Linked DNA regions of Mus musculus: all the other regions are linked to region 2. Evidence: chromatin contacts called from public Hi-C data. All regions are on one chromosome and are shown on one strand. Each heading gives the region's core, a stretch centred on a gene start, on an enhancer-like site or on the middle of the called end of the contact. The rest is flanking DNA. Distances are from core to core; before and after follow the strand shown. Region 1 has its middle 95 kb from the start of Gm42243. Region 2 holds the start of Shh (sonic hedgehog). Region 3 has its middle 62 kb from the start of Gm42243. Region 4 overlaps Gm35688 (a long non-coding RNA gene).

What was found. A called contact is a pair of places that touch in the nucleus more often than the background predicts.
Region 1: a contact with region 2 is called in a Hi-C map of the N1E-115 cell line, with 5 times the contacts expected there. The contact joins the enhancer-like site here to the promoter of Shh in region 2. A contact is called at or near these places in 6 of 39 promoter capture datasets (embryonic stem cells, liver and stem cell-derived epiblast-like cells), 2 of 484 Hi-C or Micro-C datasets (the N1E-115 cell line and liver), 4 of 115 datasets of contacts at active chromatin or transcription factors (embryonic stem cells, forebrain and pancreatic cancer cells) and 2 of 9 other capture datasets (embryonic stem cells and liver).
Region 3: a contact with region 2 is called in a Hi-C map of the N1E-115 cell line, with 7 times the contacts expected there. The contact joins the enhancer-like site here to the promoter of Shh in region 2. A contact is called at or near these places in 8 of 39 promoter capture datasets (embryonic stem cells, hippocampal neurons, liver and 2 more), 1 of 484 Hi-C or Micro-C datasets (the N1E-115 cell line), 8 of 115 datasets of contacts at active chromatin or transcription factors (embryonic forebrain, embryonic hindbrain, embryonic stem cells and 2 more) and 1 of 9 other capture datasets (pancreatic islet).
Region 4: a Hi-C map of the N1E-115 cell line shows a contact between it and region 2, with 5 times the contacts expected there. The contact joins the enhancer-like site here to the promoter of Shh in region 2. A contact is called at or near these places in 16 of 39 promoter capture datasets (the 3T3-L1 cell line, the HPC-7 cell line, HPC-7-derived erythroid cells and 8 more), 4 of 484 Hi-C or Micro-C datasets (the HL-1 cell line, the N1E-115 cell line, embryonic stem cells and 1 more), 11 of 115 datasets of contacts at active chromatin or transcription factors (astrocytes, craniofacial prominence, embryonic forebrain and 7 more) and 2 of 9 other capture datasets (adipose tissue and embryonic stem cells).

The regions. Positions count from the first base shown.
Region 1 is chr5:28,743,853-28,746,836 of GRCm38.p6, forward strand. No RefSeq gene overlaps it. Among named protein-coding and RNA genes, the nearest start is that of Gm42243, 95 kb to the right of the region's middle. Within about 2 kb of position 1,534, at least 3 of the 459 cell types and tissues checked have an H3K27ac peak or open chromatin away from gene starts, as enhancers often do. A contact at or near this core is called in the N1E-115 cell line, where this site is marked.
Region 2 is chr5:28,465,831-28,468,689 of GRCm38.p6, forward strand. It overlaps Shh (sonic hedgehog), which reads right to left and starts at 1,271. Exons shown (of 3, transcript NM_009170.3): 1 at 631-1,271. The coding sequence starts at 933. 9530036O11Rik (RIKEN cDNA 9530036O11Rik) reads left to right here and starts at 1,154. Exons shown (of 7, transcript NR_015562.2): 1 at 1,154-1,518.
Region 3 is chr5:28,777,114-28,779,962 of GRCm38.p6, forward strand. No RefSeq gene overlaps it. Among named protein-coding and RNA genes, the nearest start is that of Gm42243, 62 kb to the right of the region's middle. Within about 2 kb of position 1,513, at least 2 of the 459 cell types and tissues checked have an H3K27ac peak or open chromatin away from gene starts, as enhancers often do. A contact at or near this core is called in the N1E-115 cell line, where this site is marked.
Region 4 is chr5:28,912,363-28,915,173 of GRCm38.p6, forward strand. The region is part of intron 2 of Gm35688 (a long non-coding RNA gene); the gene reads right to left. Among named protein-coding and RNA genes, the nearest start is that of Gm42243, 73 kb to the left of the region's middle. Within about 2 kb of position 1,424, at least 3 of the 459 cell types and tissues checked have an H3K27ac peak or open chromatin away from gene starts, as enhancers often do. A contact at or near this core is called in the N1E-115 cell line, where this site is marked.

The DNA of each region.
Region 1 (2,984 bases), core at 284-2,783, 280 kb after region 2:
AGATTTCTTCAGGATTGAGCTACCCCTACCCCTACCCCTACCCCTACCCCTACCCCTACCCCTACCCCTACCCCTACCCCTACCTGGTGTCTGCCTGCCTAGAGGACTGGTCTGCAGCTGCTGATTTGTATTTTGGTGTTTGCCATGGGACTGAACTGCTGAGAAAGAAGATCCAGCTCTCTCCCAAAGAATTATTGCTGAACAGGTCCACTTCCCCTGTATCCTAATAACTTTTCTCTTCTACTACCTCTGCTTGGTGGTTGGCTTAGAGAAGTTGAAACCTTATTAAAAGTAGGTTTCAAAAAATGTGTGTCTACAACTAACAGATTCCATGCATCCACTTATTCTATTTTCTGTTATCATCACGAAATACTCAGGACTGTATGCTTTAAAAATACGAAAGATGAAACTACCTCACAGTTCCAAGAATTCAAAGGCAAGGTACCAGAGTCCACTGGGCTCTGATAAGGACATTCTGACTATATTATAACATGGCAGATGTCATCGTGGTGGGAGCAGGTTTAAGGGAAATGGCACAAAGGAGTGGGGACTAGTCTGACTGTTTTGAAGGCAGATCAACAATGTGGACGCTAACTAGAATCCTATGAAAACTGCATTAATGGCTCCTGAGGGAAGGCAAGCTCCCAGTGACCTGACCACCTCCAGATTGATTTCACCTTCTACAGTTTCCATCATCTCAACACCTGACCCTGCAGACTAAGACTGTGGGCACAACGTTTGGGTAGATGCATATATCCTGACTGACTCAACCCTTGGCTGATGAGGAGAGGTTCCGGGGTGGTTCTCTTTGATCTCATATTCATGCCATGTGGTTGAGTCAAGCTGTCGGTGTCCTGGGGTTCTAGATCTAGACAAATGGATAACCCTATCCTGCTGGGCACAAGGAATGGCTTAGGCTTGACCATATGAGTCATAGAAGTTCTGCAGGGTTCCTTCATGTATCTCAGATAATTACAAGATGCCTACTGTATGTCAGATAGTGTTTTATGCTCATGGCCAAAAGACAGTCATTCTCCCCAAGAGCTGGCATTACATCGGGTATAAAACAGAAATAAACTGATGCATATTTATAAAAGTGCGTTATTTGGCATGTTGGAAGGTGGCATGTGCTGGAGAAGAAGGGTGGAGTAATGTGGGGACTGTTGCAACTTTAGAGAGATGGTGTTTGAGCAAAGTGTTGCAAGCAGAGGAGGAGGAACTCAGCAAACAGACACATGAGTGCAGCGTGTTCTGCTTAGAAAAGCATTAAGGGTCCTAGACTTGGAAGCCAGAGAAACAGCAAGAGAGTCAGAATAGCATCAGAAGTGAGGCAGATTCAGGCAGCCATTGAAGTCTCTAGCAGTAAGAAGAAGAGAGATGGGAAGAGTGTTAGTTTGAGAATGGGCTGCAGTCTTTGCAGGAAGTAAGGACAGGACAGCTGGTAGAAAAACCTCAGCCAGGGAAGAAGCTGAAGCCAGGGCAGGAAATGAGAAACAGGGTCTGGTTACAGATGATCTCTGCAAGCAGAGACAACATGAGTCATAGATTAGATGATTGTCAGTAATGGAGGAACTTGCTGGTAGCTATGATGAGAATCACAGGTTGGGTAGTAGGGGTGTTGGAAGGAAGCAAAAGTAGCTATACAGATGCTGAAGAAGCAAGGCAAATTTTGGACATGGTGATCTTTATGTGCCACGATGACCTCAGAACAATGGGGGCTTTGGGCTGGTTGACTTCTGCAGAGAGCAGAGGGAGGAGAAACATGCCAGTGAGCCAGTACAGATGGGTAGAAAAAGGACCAACTTGGGCATGGTAGAAGAAAAGGGACTGCAGCTGGGACAACCAGTGCTATACTGGAATGGAGGAGACCATGGTTTAAAGTGCAGTGGGACTTACTGCACAGTGAGGGTGTGGGTAGACAGATTTCTGATGTCCATAGGGGTGAGTGTTGCGAATGATGTAGTTGACAGCCCAACCATCTTTACACGGTACATGTTCTGTGTTTTAAGGGAAGAATAGGTCAAAACTACCAGTTGTTTTCTGTTTGTACAAACTTGTAAATACTGTGCTGCCTCAGTTTTCCTATCCACAGAGTAGAGATGAAGTAGCACCTGGAATGGGCTAGGGACACAGCTCATTTGGTAAAGTCTTTGCCTTGCAGGTATGAATATCTGGGTTTGAACTCCAGAACCCATGTAAATAAGCTGGATATGACAGCACACACTAGTAATCCCAAAGCCAGAGAGGTAAAAAGGTGGATTCCTGGGGCTGGCTGAGACAGCCACTTAGATCATGTGGTGTTTTCTTTTACCAGTTGTGGGGAATTGCAGGCTGGTATCCAGTTGAGCTGAGGTCTGAACCCCGATGGTCATAATTCACCTACATGACATGGTAGGCACTCCCTCATGCTCCTGGAACTCCGGCCCCTGTGTAAGGTACCACCTCCCACAGCCCCCACAAGAGAAGCATGGTCAGTAGTCATGTAAACAATGGCCCAAGCTTCTGACCTTCAGGCTAAACTCATCCCCAGTTACCTAGCAACATTGAAGACCATAAAAAGGGCTGTTCAGACCCACCTCACTCTCTTACTCTCACTCCTTTGTTCTCTTACCTATCACTTCTCTCACCTCTCTCTTCTCTTTCCTTTCTGTCTTCTCTCCTCTCTCCTCTCCTCTCCTCTCCTCTCCTCTCCTCTCCTCTCCTCTCCTCTCCTCTCCTCTCCTCTCCTCTCCTCTCCTCTCCTCTCCTCTCCTTTCTTTCTCTCTCTCTCTCTCTCCTTCTCAGTTTCTCGTGCATTTCTATAATAAACCTCTTAAACCATAGAGTGTCTCTGCTCCTTCAAGGCCTGCTGCACACTCTGGTCAGTGTTGGGAACTCCTTCCCTCTTCCCTCTCTCCTGCAACCCTGGGGCTTTAGCAAGGTAGCTCTGGCAGGGTGGGGCAGGCAGGGCTGCCCCTTGGCCACCCCCTGAAGAGTGGGATAGA
Region 2 (2,859 bases), core at 21-2,520:
ATGGGATCGCAGTCAGGCTACGCGATACAGTGGGGACAAGACGGGCGCCTCTGGAGCTCCTGCCTTTTGTCAGAACTGCCCCCAGGCTTTCTCAGTTACAGTTCTTTGGTGGTGGTGGGGTAAAGGGTGGGGTGGTCTTGGGAGAAAAACACAGAAAAGGAAAAGGTAGGAGCTAGGGGACGAAATGCTCCAGGCTATGTTTGCAGTGACCTGGAGGCCCTTTGAAGTGTATAGGGGCATCCCCTCTCCCTCCATTTTCTGCCTCCACTTGGAAAGGGCAGACTCCCTCAGAGTAAAGGTCTTTCTAAGTTTCAAGCTAGAATACAGGTAGTTAGAGGAGGTCGTCCCGGGAGACTAATTAAATGAGACTAATAAAATGAGACTAATAAGATAGAGAACCCCATCTTCTGGTGCCCCATTCCAGCAAACCCTAAACTTCCTGCTGGACCCTTCACCTCCTTTTTCCTCCCGGAAGAGGAGTGCTAGGTGGGCAGGTGGGTGGGGAAGGAGAGAGCAAGCCGCCTTCCTACCTGCCCAAAGAGCAAACAGAGCAGGGCTGACTGCTTGGTCACACGCACCCCCCCCCCCTCCCGGGAAGGAGTCTGTTTCCCACCCGCAATGGGTCTCTACCTGAGTCATCAGCCGGTCTGCTCCCGTGTTTTCCTCATCCTTAAATATGATGTCGGGGTTGTAATTGGGGGTGAGTTCCTTAAATCGTTCGGAGTTTCTTGTGATCTTCCCTTCATATCTGCCGCTGGCCCCTAGGGTCTTCTCGGCTACGTTGGGAATAAACTGCTTGTAGGCTAAAGGGGTCAGCTTTTTGGGGTGCCGCCTCTTTCCAAACCCCCTGCCGGGCCCACAGGCCAGCCCGGGGCACACCAGCAGCGAGGAAGCAAGGATCACCAGAAAACATCTGGCCAGCAGCAGCAGCATCTCGTCCGCGGAACCTGAGGACTTGTGAGCTGTCCCCGCGCTGTCTGTGCGCGAGCGGGTACGCGCGGGTGTGTGCGTGTGCGCTCCTCCTTGCGCTCGGCTCTCCCTTCCTCGCTCGGCTCGTTCGTTCCCTCTGGCGCTGCCTGGCTCTTTCTCTTCCTATATAACCTTGCCTGCCGCTGCTGCAGGGGACTTGTCTCCGATCCCCACCCAGACTGGGGCTGCGATGGCAGGCTGCCGGTCGCTGGTAACGGAACACATCGGAGTTGGGTCTCGAGACAGCAATTAAAAGACAAAAAGAGCCTGATTTTAAATGGTAGCAAGGCTGGAGAGCTTGTGAGACAGGCTGCCTTTCGCACTATATTATAGCTGGCAGGGGCGCATCTGATTGGCCAAGCCGCACAAGCTTGTCTTCTGATGTTAACCCTGAGAAAGACTACATTTCTCCCCCCTCTGGCTGCTGTGGCTTTATTTTCACCTGAAGGCTTCCAGTTTAAAAAAGAAAGAAAGAGAGAAAGAAAGAAAGAAAGAAAGAAAGAAAGAAAGAAAGAAAGAAAGAAAGAAAGAAAGAAAGTCTTTACTAAGGTAAAGGTGGGTGGGAGGGAGGAGGCCTGTTTATTGGAAAAATACCCCGCACTGCCTGCTTTGTGCTCAGGGCTGCTTCCCCCTTACTTTCTCTAAATGGAAGATGCTTTGGTTAAAGCCAGCATAAGTTTTTAAAGGACAGTCCAGATGCTCCCCCCCCCCCCACAAGCTTTGACCATAAAACAGCCTCTCAATTGTTTGAGGGCAACGCTGCCTCCCTCCTGTTTGCCTTATTTACACCCCATCCCCAGATGTGAGTGTACAGGACAGACGTCACGGGGTTGTGAAAACAGCTCACCTGAGCATCTCCTGAATATTTAGCATCTTTAGATAGAGGATAATCACAGGTGGCCACAACCTAAAGAGTTGCTGTTTTAAGTGCCCTAAAATACTGTCCTTTATTGTATCTCACTGACTGCACCACATTCAAGCCTCTGCAGGTGGATGGATGCATCCCAGCTGAGGGGCAGGTAAAGAGTGTCTGCAGAATGTGGTGGGGTACATAGGTTCAGTGGGTCTATGTGCTGCACCCCAGCATGGAGGGCAGCTGGTGTGTGCTTGGTGGGTAGAGGTGATCTGCCTGGGGCAACTGAAAGTGGGCAAGGCTGCATGCGTGAAGAACCCCTTCCAATCTATCCTAGCAAAGTGCAGGGCTGGGGTAAGTTGATGTGGAATTCAGGCTCCTTAACACAGTTGTATTTCACAGGAGCTTTGCAAGCTAATTTTCAAGGAAAGAAGCTGGCTAGGTGTAGGGCCTGCAGACTGAAGGTGTTAGGGATCTAGAGGACAGTGTTCTGGCCATAAGGGGCATCTTAGAAGAGGATATGCTGTCTAGAGGTCACTACTCTTGGGGTGTCCAACACTCTTTCAGGAAAAAGAAAAATTTCCAGAAAAGTCTTAGTTGAACCAGAAAAATAGAATGTGAAACGCTTTGTTTTTATAGATCATAGAAATCTGCTCTGGCTTTTCTCCCATCCTACTCACAGGCAAGATTCCTCTAGGATGGGCGAACTATTTATGTGGAATGGAATACCTGCTTAGGGACCGAGTCCTCCAGTGTTATCCCATGAGACCAGCCTCTGGCTCTTGATCCTGTCCCAGTGCAGGGAGAGCCCAGCAAACCTGAAGCTCAGCTGGCAGTGGGGTTTTCAGAGGACTTAGAAACTTGGTTGCTTTTGAGTTAGTGTGAGGCGAGGAAAGTGCTTGCTACTGTCTACTGTGAGTCTCAATGGCAGTATGGCAGAGCCTCACCATCCCAGGCTTGGAAGGGTTGACTAAAGCCCGCACACCTGCCCTCTCTGGAGTTTTCTATCCTTTGATTTATGAGGACCAAGTACAGAT
Region 3 (2,849 bases), core at 263-2,762, 310 kb after region 2:
TCACTATCTCACTATGCTCCATTGTAATGACAGTCACTGCCAGGTCAGGCAGGGGCCTGGATTTTCAGGGCAGCATTGGTGCTATCATGCTGGTCATCAGACCCTAGTCACTTAGACAGAGAGGTAAAATAGCCATGGTACTATATGCATCTTCTTGCCATGTACAACATTAGGAAAAGAGCCTGCCATACTTCTTAGGAATAGAGCACATCTTCTCATGAGCAGTTCTTAGATAACAGAGCCACAGCATGGCTGCTCTTGATTCATTGTGCTTTGGAAACCTGAGATATTTTATGTGTCAGCTTAGGTCACAGGAACTGGTTTGCAGTGCTATGAGGACCATCTCTGTGAGGATTCTGCTCAGAGGTCTAGGGTGTGAGAACATCCATTGGCTATACTCTAGAGCCATCTGTGGTCTCCTGGTCCTGTGACTTTGCTTGCTTGTGTTCTATTCTCTTTCAAACTGAAGATGTTCTTGGGGGCAGTAATTTGGTGAACCTTGGCACAGATTAAGAAAGAAAAGCTCTTTCCTTTTCTTTTTTTTTTTTTTTTTTTCCTTTTCAGACTGATCCTGGAAACAGTGGAGAATCTGAAAAGCCATTAGGAGAGAGGAGCATGCCAGATGGGGAAAAGACAAAGGGAAATGGAGAAGAAGCAAAGGGGAGGGGCCATATATGCTCAGGGCACTGCAGGGAACAGGAGAGGTGTAAACACATCTATGTGGTCTAGTCTGTTTTCTACTTTTGTGATACAACAATCAGACCAGAAGCAACTTACAGGAACTAAGGATTATTTGGCTTGTATTCCCAGCTAAGTCTATCACTGTCAAGATAGGAAGTCAAACAAGAGCTGCCTCACAGACAAGGAAGTACAGCAGAAACCATGAATGAATGCTGCTTACTGGCTCACGTACAGGTGCATGCTTAGTCTGCTTTTTTAAATACAGCCCAGGAGACACATGTCTATGGAATACTGCTGTCCACCATGGTACCTACCTCAATTGAGAATCAAGACAGTCCCTCACAGACACTCAATAACCCAATCTGATCTTGGAAATCCCTCAATAGCGATTCTTTTCTCTGTTAACCCTAGGTTGCATCAAGTTGACAGTTAAAACCTAACTAGGGCAATATTTATTTACAACATTTACAAATGTTTTGGGGATCAATAAACCTATCTCTGGATCCCTGTTCACATCACATACCAGCTTAATTTGTACAGTTGTGGTTTCCTTTAATTCTGGGTTAGGTTTTACTTCCCCTTTAAAGCATCTCTCACAGGAATCATCTACTCAAGTAGGGAGGATTTGGAGGCTAATTCTAAACTTCTGTCTTTGGGAACCTTCAGTACCCTTATGCTCTGGTCTGACCTTTAAAGTGACAGTCAGTATATCCTGGGCAATCTCCAAAAGCCTCAACAGAACAAACACAGGATGCAAGATTTACACAGGAGGACAGTGGGCTCTGTGGTGGAAGACTCAATCCACTCTTGAAAAGAGGGGTAGTTGGACTGTGGGGAGGTACTTGTCACTAAATGATAGAAATCTTTGCCCATTTATTAAATGACTCATTATCTAAAAGACCCAGGTGAACTTCAAACAACCTTGATATTTTTCTCTAGGATCAGACCAGGTCTCAGTGGCCATTGCTGTGTAGCAACTTCCTTCCTGACTTATTAAGATGCAATGAGATCTAAAAGGAAGTTCTTTAATACTGGGACAAAAACTCATACATTTCAGGAATTCCCTGAAACTGACCAGGAAGTACCAGGCAACTTCCTCCCCAAGGTTATATAAGGTTATATAAGGTTATATAAGGTTATATAAGGTTATATAAGCGGTAAGGAGACTTAGAACAGCCGAACTGTATGGAAGAGGCTTTCTAGTCATGAAAGATTCAGAGTTCCATCTTTCATGACTCTTTGTTCATGCTGGGATTGGCTTTGGTGATGCATCTGGATATGAGTCATCCATATTACTGCAAGTAACCCCTCACCCTACTCCTACAATAAGGCCAATAAACTCAGTGGTTCACCAAGTTGGATTTTGGTCATATCCATAATTTGGTCTTTTGTTTCCTTTTGGGGGTGAGTGGGTGCACTCAGGTCTGGAGAAATGTGCCTAGTACCCTCCCCCCACCCCTCACACTAATTCTAACACCACTACATCACCAACACTGCCAAATGAAACGTGTTTACTTTTAAGCAGTAGCAATTATTTGTGATAATTAATGGCTGGGTTCTTCTGTTCTTTCTCAGGAAAGTGAGTGGTTTCTGTTCTTTGCAACTGCTGAAAATGTTGTAAGTGAAATTATCTCACCAATCTCCAAATGAAAAACTCTCCAGGCTCTGTTTGTTTGCATGGCAAAGGCAGGCAGTTTAGGGAGCATGCTCTCCTGCAGAGCTATATTCTCAGACTGTCACACTGAGGTGAGTATTGTAAACACAGGGAGTTTTGCTTGTAATGAACCTCTGCAGAAACTTTAAAGGAGAAATCACTCCACATGGACACAGAGGAACAAAGACGTCCAGCCCGCTTGTGATGCAATCAGGCTTCTGTGTCCACCCTGGATAGCTGATCCCTATTCAGATATCATTTGGAGATTGGATGAGAGCTTTGTCTCTGTGCTGCCATTGGAGGGAGGCTAAGTCCCTCAGTCCTCACCCCATCCATTACAAGTACTACTATAGTACTACTATACTATATACTACTATATATAGTACTACTATATATACTTGTTTATCTACATGGTTTCTGTGTTAGTGTACATAGTAAATTTTCTTTTTCATGGAGAAACTAATTATGAGTCTATCTGAAAACTTTGAGTAACAATGGTTAATTTGATGGTATA
Region 4 (2,811 bases), core at 174-2,673, 450 kb after region 2:
CAGTCACATTGACAGGATCACCTGCACACTCACACACATACATGTTCCCATACATATGCACATGATCACATCAATGCACTTTCACAGTCACGCTGACAGGCACACCTCACACACTCATTCTCTCCTTAGCATCTCTTCCTCTTAACACACAAGACAGTTATCTGGATGACAACTGTTCTCCCTTCCAGACTGAATCACCATCTACTAAGGTTGGAGCAGGAAGCTACCTCCTGCTATGGGGGACAGATGAAAAGCTGTGGCTTTGCTCTGACTTTTGCTTCTGAAGGCCAGTAGTGGCCTTCACCCACAAGGTTACTTGTGCCTACTCCTCTCTGATGGAGTCATAGCCCACAGCTTCCAGCAAGCCTCACTCCACTATGATTCTACAGAGTGCTAGAGGCAGACATATGAAGGAACCGCCATTAGAACCCAACTGAATAACAACAAGGTCACTGGACCTTGGTAACAGGTAACAGGACCTCTCAGGAGCCTAATCCAAAGACAGAGTAGAGCTGGGTCTGCCTGGCCTCACTGGCAACTCTTTGGAACCCCATATGCAGTGCCTTTTCCCAGGGCATCTCTTACCAGCCTTGGCATGTCGTTTCACAGTGGTCAGACCAAAGGAAGCTCTCTGGGCAGAGAGCTCATTAACTCCATTCCTTGTGATCTCAGCCTTTCCAGGTGGCTAGCACAGGCAGACAGTAGGTAAACATGTGTGGGACAGATTACTGCAAAGATGTGCGGATGCCGGTGCTGTTGGTCCCTGAGTGGTGAGACTCATGGCTCCTGATGCTGGAGAGATGGGAAATCTGGACATGTGCCTTTAGTCTCCACTCTAACCTCAGAACAGGAGGAGTGGGGACAGTGTAGTCCCTTGCTCACTTCAGCAGTTGTGTCTAGAATCGATGCTGATCTCCCCTCCCCTCACCAGGACTAATAAATTGCATGTCAGGAGAACCAGGGAACGAAAAGATGGAGGCGTAGGCTGGGGGACTAGATGCTCTTCAGGAAGCAAGGTGGAAGACTGGACCCACTCTCCAAGCAACCACACCAGAAGGTTCTCAGTGGGAATGCTTCCCTTTCATCTAGGACTCAGTTGAACTCTGCAGCTGGGAGCCTTTGTCAGAACGTCTGCTGAGACCGGGGAGTGGGCGAGCCTCAGAAGAAACCACTTGAACCATCTCCCACCACACTGGGCATCTCCACCTCAAACGGTGTTAGCAAGCTTCATTAATTAACACTCCTAAAGTGCTTTGGGCTCCTCGGATGAAAGGGAGCTCTCCAAGTGCAACGTGTCATTACCATTAAAATGATATTTAGTATTGGCAGGCGGACCAGATGCTAAGCACAGATATGCCTTAGCCACAACAGAAGAAAGGTTTGTGAGGATGTTTCAGAGCACTGCTAACAGGCTCTCCTAAATTACCCCTCCCTCCCATAATGATGATTTGAAGAGAGATAGGATCTTAACCGCTGCAGAACCCAAGGGTATTTCCATGGTGCCTTTCAAGGACCCAGAGCCTGGTGCACAGCAGATTTCCAGTCTTGCCCTACCTTGCCTCACCTAGAATAGACTGTGTCTTAATGATAGCAAGGGAAACCAGGTTCCCCCAGACTGCATTTGGGGACAATTCCACATATTCACATGTCACTCTGGCTTCCACACTTGGCTGTGTGCTGCTATTTGAAGGTGACTCTAGAGAGCAAAGAACAACAAAGAGTTAAAAGTCTGGGTACAGCGAGTCGGCAGAAAAAAAAAATCCCTGGCTGCACAGTCAAAGGCCTGCGCCTCAAGCTGCCAGCCACATACAGAAAAGTGCCGGCGAGCAAGTCCCAACACGCATGTCTTTATTAAATCTTTCTTTTCAACACAGAAGTTAACTGTCTCCTGAAATATGTGGGGTGTTTAAACATGCCACAGCTGACAAAAAAGTAATTTTTAAAGTCTCAGCACACGGTTATCCATGGAAACAACATCCTGATATCCGTTTCTGCTCAGTGTGTAGTAAAGTGGTAAAGGCGGCCTTCGAGGCAGCCTGCCATGTCACCCCACATGGTCACCCTACATGTCCATACCATGTAGAAATTAGCCAGCCAATTTCTCCACCCAGGAAAGGACTGGGTAGAAAGTGACTTTACTATAGCAGCAGCTAGTCAGCAACACAACAGAGGTATAACCAGGGTTTGGTGGGCTTGACTTTAAGGGGAGCCCTTGCCTGTCTTTGATCCATTAATCAGAATGCCCAGGCTAGAGATCCTAACAAACAAGATGTAGAGTCAAGGCCAAAGGAAGCATCTAGTGAGGGTCTTCTTACTGCATCAACTCACAGGACAATGAGAGTCCAAAGGGCTTAGAGTAGAAGAGCTGGAAGATGAGGGCTGAGCCTATCTTTTCATCAGGGACTCATATTTGTGATGACAGCATCCATCCACTGTCAAGGGCAGAGTCAACATGGCCTGGTTCCCTTCTAAAGGTCGCACTTGTCAATGTCACTGTACGTGGCCTAAGGTTTCTAGCGTGTGGATTCCAGGGAAGGTGCTCAGAACACGGGTGCCCTCCTTTGCTGTGTTAAGAGCACAAATAAAGGGAACAGAGCTGGGACTAACTCAGCAGCAGCAGCAGCAGAAGTCATTTGTGCACATGTGTATAGCTCAAGGGCTGCACCACGATTGAGTGGCCTTGACCTTGGCCCTTGAGATCAGGTATATGCTCACTGACCCTCCCTGGGGAAACTTTGGGTTCCAAAGCCCCACATAGCCACATCAGGGTAGAGCTGTGAATAGGCTTACAGTGCTCCTTGGGTGTGTTAT